2 separate regions of the Mus musculus genome follow, and region 1 is linked to region 2. Evidence: chromatin contacts called from public Hi-C data. All regions are on one chromosome and are shown on one strand. Each heading gives the region's core, a stretch centred on a gene start, on an enhancer-like site or on the middle of the called end of the contact. The rest is flanking DNA. Distances are from core to core; before and after follow the strand shown.

Region 1 (4,495 bases), core at 1,058-3,557, 61 kb after region 2:
ACTTTGCCAGAACAGGGCCTCCCAGATAAAGAGCTCACTGCTGCTGAGGCAGACTTGCTCCTGGTGCCTGTCTGGCCTCCCTCCAACCCCTCCATAGCCCAACTCTCATACTTCTTGAGGGCATGTGACTTCCTGCACCCTGACCCATCTTCTAGAATATTTCGTCCTTCTATTCTCCACCAGCTTTTCCTCTATCCATAAATTCCTTGACCCCATCTCTTCTGCACACCACCTCCCCACCCGTGACTGGTTAACGGCGGCCGGCTGCGTGGGTCCGCTGGTGGCGGATGAGGTCGGAGCTCTGCGAGAAGGCCTTTCCACAGTCATCACACTTATAAGGTCGCTCCCCACTATGCACGCGATGGTGCTGTAGCAGCGTGGAGGAGCGACAGAAGCCCTTGCCACACACAGCGCAGCGGTACGGCCTCTCGCCTGTGTGGGAACGCTGGTGCTGAATGAGTGTAGAGGAGCGGTTGAAGGTCTTGCCACAATCGGGGCAGCTGTACGTGCGGCCTGGCAGGTGGGTGCGGGCATGGATGGCCAGAACTGAGCTCTGGCCGAAGCGCTTGCCGCACTCTGGGCACTTGAAGGGCTTTTCACGGGCGTGGCTGCGGGCGTGGGGGATAAGTGCTGACCGTTGGGAGAAGCTTTTGCCACAGATGCCACAGCTGAAAGGCCGTTGCCCAGTGTGCACCCTTTGGTGACTGCGCAGGGACGAGTTCTGGCTATAGCACTTGCCACACTCGGGGCAGCTGTAGGGCCTCTCGTGGCTGTGGGTGCGCTGGTGTCGCAGGAGGTAGGAGCTGTCGCCAAAGGCCTTCCCACAGTGTGGACATTTGTAGGGCTTCTGGCCAGAGTGGGTACGCTGGTGGCGGAGTAGGTAAGAGCTATCAGCGAAGGCCTTGCCGCACCTGGGACACTTGTAGGGCCGCTCGCCTGTATGCGTGCGCTGGTGTTTGATGAGGTCAGAGCTCTGGGAAAAGGCCTTGCTGCAAACCTCACATTTGTAAGGCTTCTCGCCGGTATGGATGCGCTGGTGCTGGATCAGGGTCGAGCCTCGTCCAAAGCTCTTCCCGCAGATGCCACAGATGTTAGGTCGAGGGCCTTGCCCACCCCTGGCCCGGCCACCCCTACGGCCTGGCCCACGCAGGGTTCCTGTCAGATTCAGTGGATTCTGGAGCATCTCAAACTGGGGTGCAGCCAGCAGAGCCCCCGAAGGCATGTCAAATGGAGGCAGCGCTCCTGTGGGCTGCTCCCCAAACCCTTGAGTAAAGGAATCCAGGGGGTGGACTCCTAGGGAGATGCTCAAGGGATTCTTTTCCTCGGGGCTCAGAGGCATCTCTGCACCTTCCTGGAATTTGGAACTTTGAGTTTCAAACTCAGGGCTATGGGTTTTGAACTCAGAATTCTGAACGCCATCTCCAGAGTTCTGCGGTTCATACCCGGGGCTCTGAGATTCATACCCTGGACTTTGAGATTCAAATTCGGGGCTCTTTGAACCGTACCCAGGGCTTTTGGGTTCATACCTAGGACTCCCAGGTTCACAGCCAGGGCTCCTGGGATGGCAGCCAGGGCTTCGGGGCTCATACTTAGGACTCTGGGATTCAAACTCCGGGCTCTGAGGATCTGATTCAGGACTTCTGGGTGCAAACTCAGGGCTTGGGGGCACAAACCCAGGGCTTCGGGATTCAAACCCTGGGCTTTCAGGCTCAAACCTGGGGCTCTGGGATTCAAATTCTGGGCTTTGTGGCTCAAACTCTGGGCTTTGGGGTTCAAGCCCAAAAGGTATTTCTTCAACTTCATAGTCCCCATTGCCTTCTCGCTGAGAAATTTCCCCTTCTTCATTCTCACTTGTGTTGCCTGCAGGATCTGAGAATTACAGAAAATCCAGATTGAATGGGGGTCTGGAAGGTCATTGGGTCCATTAATTGTCCCAAAATTCTCTTCCCACTCCCCAAGCAGGGTCATTGGCCCCTACAAGTGAGGTGACAAAATGTACCACCTCCCCTCTAAAGACCCGGGGCACTCAGTCTCCACCCTCCACCCCACTTCCAAGTGTTTAAGATTCCGGCCTTATTTCCCTCCCGCAGGCCACAGCCCAGTTTTCTGGCACACTCCTAAGAGGCGCGGTCCTTCCCTCACCTTTGAGAGACCCTTCGGGGCTGCCCACTGCGTTGGGACTGTGCACATCCCGGGACTCCAGGCCCCACGACGACGCCTCCCGCTCCATCCCTGCCAGTTCCCAGTGCGGCGGCGGTGGCGATGGCGGACGATCCTACGACCCAGTTCGAGTGCCTGGAGCCCCGAGCCCTCGCCACCCGCGCGTTCAGAGCCTCCGAGGAGACCGGGCGGCCTGGCTTCGGCCGCGAAGGCCGGACGTCTTGACCCTGGGCCTCTCCGGCCCCGCCCCTGTCCGCTGCCCCGCCCCCCTCCCAAGGTCCCCGATTGTCTCGTGGCCCTCACCGGCCCCCGCGCGTCGTGGCCTCGGAGGTGAGGGGCGAGGCGACTCCTCCGGCCGTCCCCCAGCCACAACTCCCAGCCCGAGACCCTCTAGTCTCGGCCCCTAGCCCCGGCCGGGCTACTGCGCCCCTGCCCCCTCCCCCCGCACAGGAAGTGTCCGTCCCTGGCCAGTTCCCCCCGCTGGCTCGCGCCGCGGCCTCTCTAGGAGCGGCTGGAGGTGGAAACTCGTTGGCATTAACCCTGGACTGGATCTCCCGGGCCTCGGGGGGTGGGGGCGACCCGACGCCCCGGAGCCGGCGGGAAGGGCAACAGCAGTTTGTGTGTCTGTATCGCGGGTCTCGGCCTAACCGGGGACCTGTCTGCAGGTTTCTCCGACCATGTGCTGGCTACTGAGTGTGGCCAAGGGCGAAGCGGCAAGTGAGACCAAGGTCAGCGAGAAGGAGCGACGCTTCCCGGCGCCAGCGGGGGAGGCGGCTAGCTCCTCGCCTCAGCCTCGGGGCACTCGGACTGGCACCGGGAACGCGGACGGACGCCCGTTTGACCGCACAACCAGGCTCTGGAGCCCAGAGCCTGCTAGCCCGCCGAGCTACGACAGTGACACCCGCGCCCACTCCCCCCTCCCTCGCCCTCCCCTCCCCCTCCGCGATGCGGGCTCGTTGCCAGAGAAACAGCTCCGCCTCCGCGCCGCGAGGCACCGCCCACTCCTCCCAGGATTGGTTGTTGGGGCCGGCTGTCTCTGCTTCACCGTGGTCCCGGGGTCACCGTGGGTCCGGGCCGTGTAGAGCAGAGGGCGTTCAGGCCATTCTAACAGGATGCCCGGAATGCCTGCGGGAGTGAGAGAGGGAGGCGCCGGGCGTCTCCTCGCGAGCTCGGCCTGCGCTTTGTAAACTTTCCCCTGAGCCGTTTGTCCTGTATTAGGAAGAATGGAAGCCTAGGGCTCTTAGGGTAGACACCCTTCCTCCTCTGCTTTTCTCCCTTCTCGTTTCTTCTGCTCTCAGGTTTTACAGGTGCTGAGGGGCCACTCCAGAGATACTAACATAGGACGACCTTTAATTTCTTCCCTTTCCAAATCTTGTGTTTGATTCCTCGTTTCTTGATTTTCTCACAAGCGTGCGGGACAGTTCGGAGAGTGACACTGAAGAGTTCCAGAAGGGAAGGGGGAGGGGGAAGGGGAGAGAAGAGAAGAGAAGAGAAGAGAAGAAAAGAGAGGAGAAAAGAGAGAAGAGAAGAAGAGAAGAGAAGAGAAGAGAAGAGAAGAGAAGAGAAGAGAAGAGAAGAGAAGAGAAGAGAAAGAAGAGAAGAGAAAGAAGGAAGGTGGGCCAAACAGGCCCTTTTATAGCAAGCCAGACCTACCTGGCTGTTGCTAGGTAACTGTTGGGCGGAGCGTAGAAGGAATACCTGCAGATAGCCCTGGCCCCGCCCAGTCTGCGGGCCCTGTTCAGCCTTTCTCCCTGTCTCCCTGTGCTCTGCACTCTTCCAGATGGCTTTGGCTGTTCTCTCTCTCCTATCGACAATTAGAAATAAGATAAAGACTTTCCCCTAACTCTCGCATGGAACAGTCGTGTCGTCAGTATCATCTAATCTAATCTAATCTAATCTAATCATTTTCTACTCTTCTACTGAAGCAAGTTTGGTAGTCTTGACAGCTAACGAGCCAATTCGCTGCGCTCAGCTTCCTGCATACTATAATCAAGGGTTTTCACAGCCAGCAAGTTTGAAGATTCTGAAGACTCTGCTAAGCCTTTTGGGTGTCAGATGTCCAGATCTAGTAGTGATGTGTCTGTCCAGGAATGGTCTCTCTTTACCTCAGACTGGCCTTGACTTCTCTATGAACTGAGGATCCTCTTGTCCCCGTCTCCAGAGGACTGGGACTATATGTATGTGACACCATGCTCGGCCTTGTGAGTATGAGGCAAAGACTCCATCAACTGAGCTACACCCCTAGCTGCCTCCTCCTCTTTCTCTCCTCCTCCTCCTCTTCCTCCTCTCCCCTCCCTTTTCCCTCCCCCTCTCCCGCCCTCTCCCCCTCCTCTTC
Region 2 (4,724 bases), core at 353-2,852:
GAGTGAAGTTGAAATAGGTGTTCTTCCTGGTATGACCAGAAGAGGACCAGAAGAGTTGCCTTATGGGAAATGTTTGACTAACTGCTGATGTTCTGCGTAGAAGAGAGAAGACTGACAGGTAGCAGCGGTCCTAAGTTTTTCTGGGGCCTTCCAGAGTCGGATGGAGCAAACATGTCTTGACTGCCTTTAAAGCTGAGAAGTAGCCGGGCAGTGGTGGCGCATGCCTGTAATCCCAGCACTTGGGAGGCAGAGGCAGGTGGATTTCTGAGTTCAAGGCCAGCCTGGTCTACAGAGTGAGTTCCAAGACAGCCAAGACAGCCAGGACTACACAGAGAAACCCTGTCTTGAAAAACCAAAAAACAAAAAAAAAAAAGCTGAGAAGTTACAAGCAGGCACCTTTGTTTTGTTTGTTTGTTTGTATGCTTGTTGGTTTTTCAAGGCAGAGTTTCTCTGTGTAGCCTTGGCTGTCCTGGAACTGGCTCTGTAGACCAGGATGGTCTCAAACTCAAGAGCTCTGCCTGCCTCTCCTCTTGAGTGCTGGGATTAAAAGCATACCTTACCACTGCCCACCCTGCAAGCAGGTGGATTTTTGTTGTTGTTGTTTTTGTTTTTTTCGAGTCAGGGTTTCTCTGTATAGCCCTGCCTGTTCTGGAACTCACTTTGTAGACCAGGCTGGCCTCGAACTCAGAAATCCACCTGCCTCTGCCTCCCGAGTGCTGGGATTACAGGCGCACGCCACCACCACCTGGCAGCAGGTGTATTTTTACAGGACATTTTCCCATGGCATTGCTACAGACAGGAGAGCTGCTTGGAGAGTCTCTGGAGCCGGGCGTGGTGGCTAGAGCTGTAGGAGAAAAAGACACACACACACACACACACACACACACAACACACACACAGAGAGATTTATGATTGCAATGCAAATTATATTGTTAATTGTCATATTCTCTTTCAGTTTGTTGAAAGCAGGTCCTGAGAGCAAGAAGGTCTCTGCTTGTTTACCCCCAAACTCTTGGTCCTAGGTTAACCTGCTCCCCAAGTTCTATAGCAGGAAAAAACAACAAGCAGATATGGGTATTATAAACTTGATATCCTTGCTGGAAATGGTGGCGCACGCCTTGAATCCCAGTACCTGGGAGGCTGAGGCAAGCAGATCTCTAAGTTTCAGGTCAGCCAAGGATCCATAGTGAGACCCTGCCTCAAAAAAAGAAAAGTGTTGTATACCGGCCTGCAGCCTACTTGAACCAGGTACACCTGGGAGGCAGGCTGGGGCTAAAAGAGACTTAGACGGGGAGAGATTAATGGGTACCAAGACACGATTCTGTTCAAGGCCCACCAGTTTACTTAGAGAGTGTGTTTATAAACGGAAAGGCTCATCCCCTGCCAGTCCACTCTAGGTGCCTGGAGCCTGCAGGATAGGTTGTTCCTCCGGAATATCTCAGGGGCCTCTCAGCAGGTAGCAGGGTCTTGGAGGGGACAGTGGCAGGTGACAGAACAAAAGAGCCATCAAGGTCAGAAGGCTCCACTTTAGGTAATCTCCTTCTTAGTGGCAGCAAGGTCAAAGTCTGGACCAGCCTGCTTCAGGCTGGGGGAGCCTACAGAAAAGGAAACTAAACCCTACTCCAAACCCACAGAAAACTGTGTTCTTGAGAACAGCATGTGGATAAATCATTTCCCACAGAGTTCGTCATGTATAAAATGCCCACAGTGGGAAAGAGGTGAGAGCCCATCCTCAGGGAGAGAGCTCAACTGGGAACTTCAGCTTATGGCTTCCACTTCCTGGTCAGTCTCAGCCTTGCTGTGAGCCCTGTCTGATGGTGTCTGCTGTCTGCCAGTTACTCACCTTTTGCCTTTGGTATAGAATAAGAGAAGGTTCTGGACTTCCTTTGGTCATGGCATGTGACTAAAACGTAGACATTTGCCTTCTTCTTCTTCTTCTTCTTCTTCTTCTTCTTCTTCTTCTTCTTCTTCTTCTTCTTCTTCTTCCTCCTCCTCCTCCTCCTCCTCCTCCTCCTCCTCCTCCTCCTCCTCCTCCTCCTCCTCCTCCTCCTCCTCCTCCTCCTCCTCTTCTTCTTCTTCTTCTTCTTCTTCTTCTTCTTCTTCTTCTTCTTCTTCTTCTTCTTCTTCCTTTAAAGATTTATTTACTTATTTTATGTGTCTGAGTACACTGTCACTGTCTTCAGACACACCAAAAGAGGGCATCAGATTCCATTACAGATGGTTGTGAGCCACCATGTGGTTGCTGGGAATTGAACTCAGGACCTCTGGAAGAGCCGGTGCTCTTAACCACTGAGCCTCTCCAGCCCGACATTTGCCTTCTTCTGGACCTGGACACGCACACTCACACACACACACACACACACACGCACACACACACACACACACACACACACACGCACGCACACACACACACACGCACGCACACACACACACACACACACACACACACACACACACACACACACTCCTGCCTCTCAAAGGCTTCTCAGTTCAGTGCATGTGAACTGGGAGCCGAGGCTGCCACTAAGAGGCGTCTCTTATCACTCTCTTTCAGAGGTGGTGCTGGTAAGGCAGTGACGGGGAGGAAGTGGTAGGTGGGGAACGTATGTGCTTCTGCAGAGACATTTCACTGGTTTATCTGTGGCCTGTGGGTGATCAACCTGGTGAGACTGGAAGAAAGCAAAGAGACCCCAGTGGGCTAGCAGGCCAGAGTTTCTGGTCAGAGGTCTATACGCTCCAAGCATGGCCAGAGGCTCACTACTTTTGCTCCTGCAAGATTTAAGAGCCATACAAGCAGTACACCAGCACATAGACTGACTAGGGTGGCCATTAGTTGTGGAGGCTACTATCAGGTTACTTTTAGCCTTTTCTTATTTTTTATTCACTTATTTTTACTTGTATGGCTGTTTTGCATTCATGTACGCATGAGAACTGTGTATGGGGGGGCCTGGTGCCCATGGAGGTCAGAAGAGGAATCCAGTTTTCTCAGACTACAGCTAGGTATGGTTGTGAACCATGCTGAGGGCTCTAGGAACCGAACTCAGTTCCTCGGTAAGACCAATGAGTGCTCTTAACCAATGAGCCCGTGTTACTGCTAGTGGTCTTTGTAGATCCCCTAGGTCAGACTGGTACAAGACATTGGTGACCATTTCTCTGTATGCATGCACTTTTTTTTTCAGTTTTTTTTTTTTTTTTTTACAGGTTCAGCTCTTTATTGGCCAACTTAACAAAAGCAGTTTAGTCAAAAAGACCAAAGCCCCTGTCATCTTCAGACTCCTCGGACTCTTCCTTCTTTGCTTCCACTTTCTTCTCCTCAGCTGGGGCGGCAGCAGTGGATGGAGCTGGACCACCAGCAGGCGCAGCTCCAGCTGCTGGAGCGGGCCCACCAGCCCCTACATTGCAGATGAGGCTCCCAATGTTGACATTGGCCAGAGCCTTGGCAAACGAGCCAGGCCAGAAAGGTTCAACGCTGACACCAGCTGCTTTAATGAGGGCACTGATCTTATCCTCCGTGACTGTCACCTCATCATCATGCAGGATGAGGGTGGAGTAGATGCAGGCAAGCTCGGAGACAGAAGCCATGCTGTAGACTGCCAGCACAGTGCTAGTCGCCGGATGAAGTGAGGGCCTCACCCCAACGCGGCCTTAGCTTCCTCGGAAGGACCGAGCACCTTGGCGGCAGCTGAGGAAAAGCTCAGTTTTTTAAAAACAAGATTTTAGTTCAGTTTTAATTGAAATACACCTCTTCCCTGTCTCCGCTCTCCAACCCCCCCCTCAGTTTCTTAGTTTTACTTGTGGTGTTGGGGATCTGCCCCCAGGCCCGCCAAACCTCTGGGACCTCTGGGCAAGCATTCGCCAGAGCTTTCTTTCACTTCTACTTTTTAAAAACCTTTTTAAAATTTTTTTCTACTTTTTAAACACATTTTTAAAATTTTTATTTCATGTGCATTGGTGTTTTGCCTGTATATACGGCTGGGTGAGGGTGTGAGTTACAGACCTGTTTGTGCTGCTTTGTTGGTGCTGGCAACTGAGCCCAGGTCTTCTGGAAGAGCAGCCAGTGCTCTTAACTACTGAGCCATCTCTCCTGCCCTGATTTGAAAATGTTATGTATTTATTTAGAGAAGGTTCTCATTTTTTGTAGGGCTGGTGTTTGAACCTAGGGTCTCACACATGTTAGACAGGTCATTCATACAGCTACGTCCTCAGCCCTCCTCTGCAAGTTGGCTCCAGTGACTTGTCAGTGAAGGAATAGACTGGCCAGCAGGATCGAGGGCAAGTGGATAAAGAGCAATGGCTTCCTTCTTCCATGTCTTTTTGTATAGGCTGCCAGCAGAAGGTATGGTCCAGATTTAAGGTGGATCGCTGAATCTCAGAAGATCTTGATTTAGGTGAGTCTTCCCAGTTCAAATAATCCAATTGGGGGGAAAATCCCTCCCAGGTGAACCTAGCCATTTGGGTTTTAGTTAACTTCAGATGTAGGCAAGTTGATAACCAAGAACAGCTGTCACACAAGGCAAATGCTCTTTCACTGACATATAGACCCAGCCTTTGTTTTATTATGTTTTTAAAAAAAGATTTGTTTGTTTCTTTGTTTGTTTGCTTGTTTATTTATTTATATGTAAGTACACTGTAGCTATCCTCCAGAAGAGGGCATCAGATTTTGTTACAGATGGTTGTGAGCCACCATGTGGTTGCTGGGATTTGAACTCAGGACCTTCAGAAGA

What was found. A called contact is a pair of places that touch in the nucleus more often than the background predicts.
Region 1: a contact with region 2 is called in a Hi-C map of the G1E-ER4 cell line, with 3 times the contacts expected there. The contact joins the promoter of Zfp768 here to the enhancer-like site in region 2. A contact is called at or near these places in 15 of 39 promoter capture datasets (the 3T3-L1 cell line, 3T3-L1-derived adipocytes, the C10 cell line and 9 more), 4 of 15 datasets of contacts at CTCF or cohesin (CD8 T cells, the NIH/3T3 cell line, large pre-B cells and 1 more), 21 of 484 Hi-C or Micro-C datasets (B cells, the G1E-ER4 cell line, the N1E-115 cell line and 14 more), 23 of 115 datasets of contacts at active chromatin or transcription factors (the 230-238 cell line, CD8 T cells, the HPC-7 cell line and 15 more) and 3 of 9 other capture datasets (adipose tissue, liver and pancreatic islet).

What each region holds. Positions count from the first base shown.
Region 1 is chr7:127,343,007-127,347,501 of GRCm38.p6, forward strand. It overlaps Zfp768 (zinc finger protein 768), which reads right to left and starts at 2,308. Exons shown (of 2, transcript NM_146202.1): 1 at 2,143-2,308; 2 at 1-1,869. The coding sequence starts at 2,230. The coding sequence ends at 251.
Region 2 is chr7:127,282,804-127,287,527 of GRCm38.p6, forward strand. It overlaps the pseudogene Gm17511. Among named protein-coding and RNA genes, the nearest start is that of Gm31897, 2.6 kb to the right of the region's middle. Within about 2 kb of position 1,603, at least 7 of the 459 cell types and tissues checked have an H3K27ac peak or open chromatin away from gene starts, as enhancers often do. A contact at or near this core is called in the G1E-ER4 cell line and the SCID.adh cell line, where this site is marked.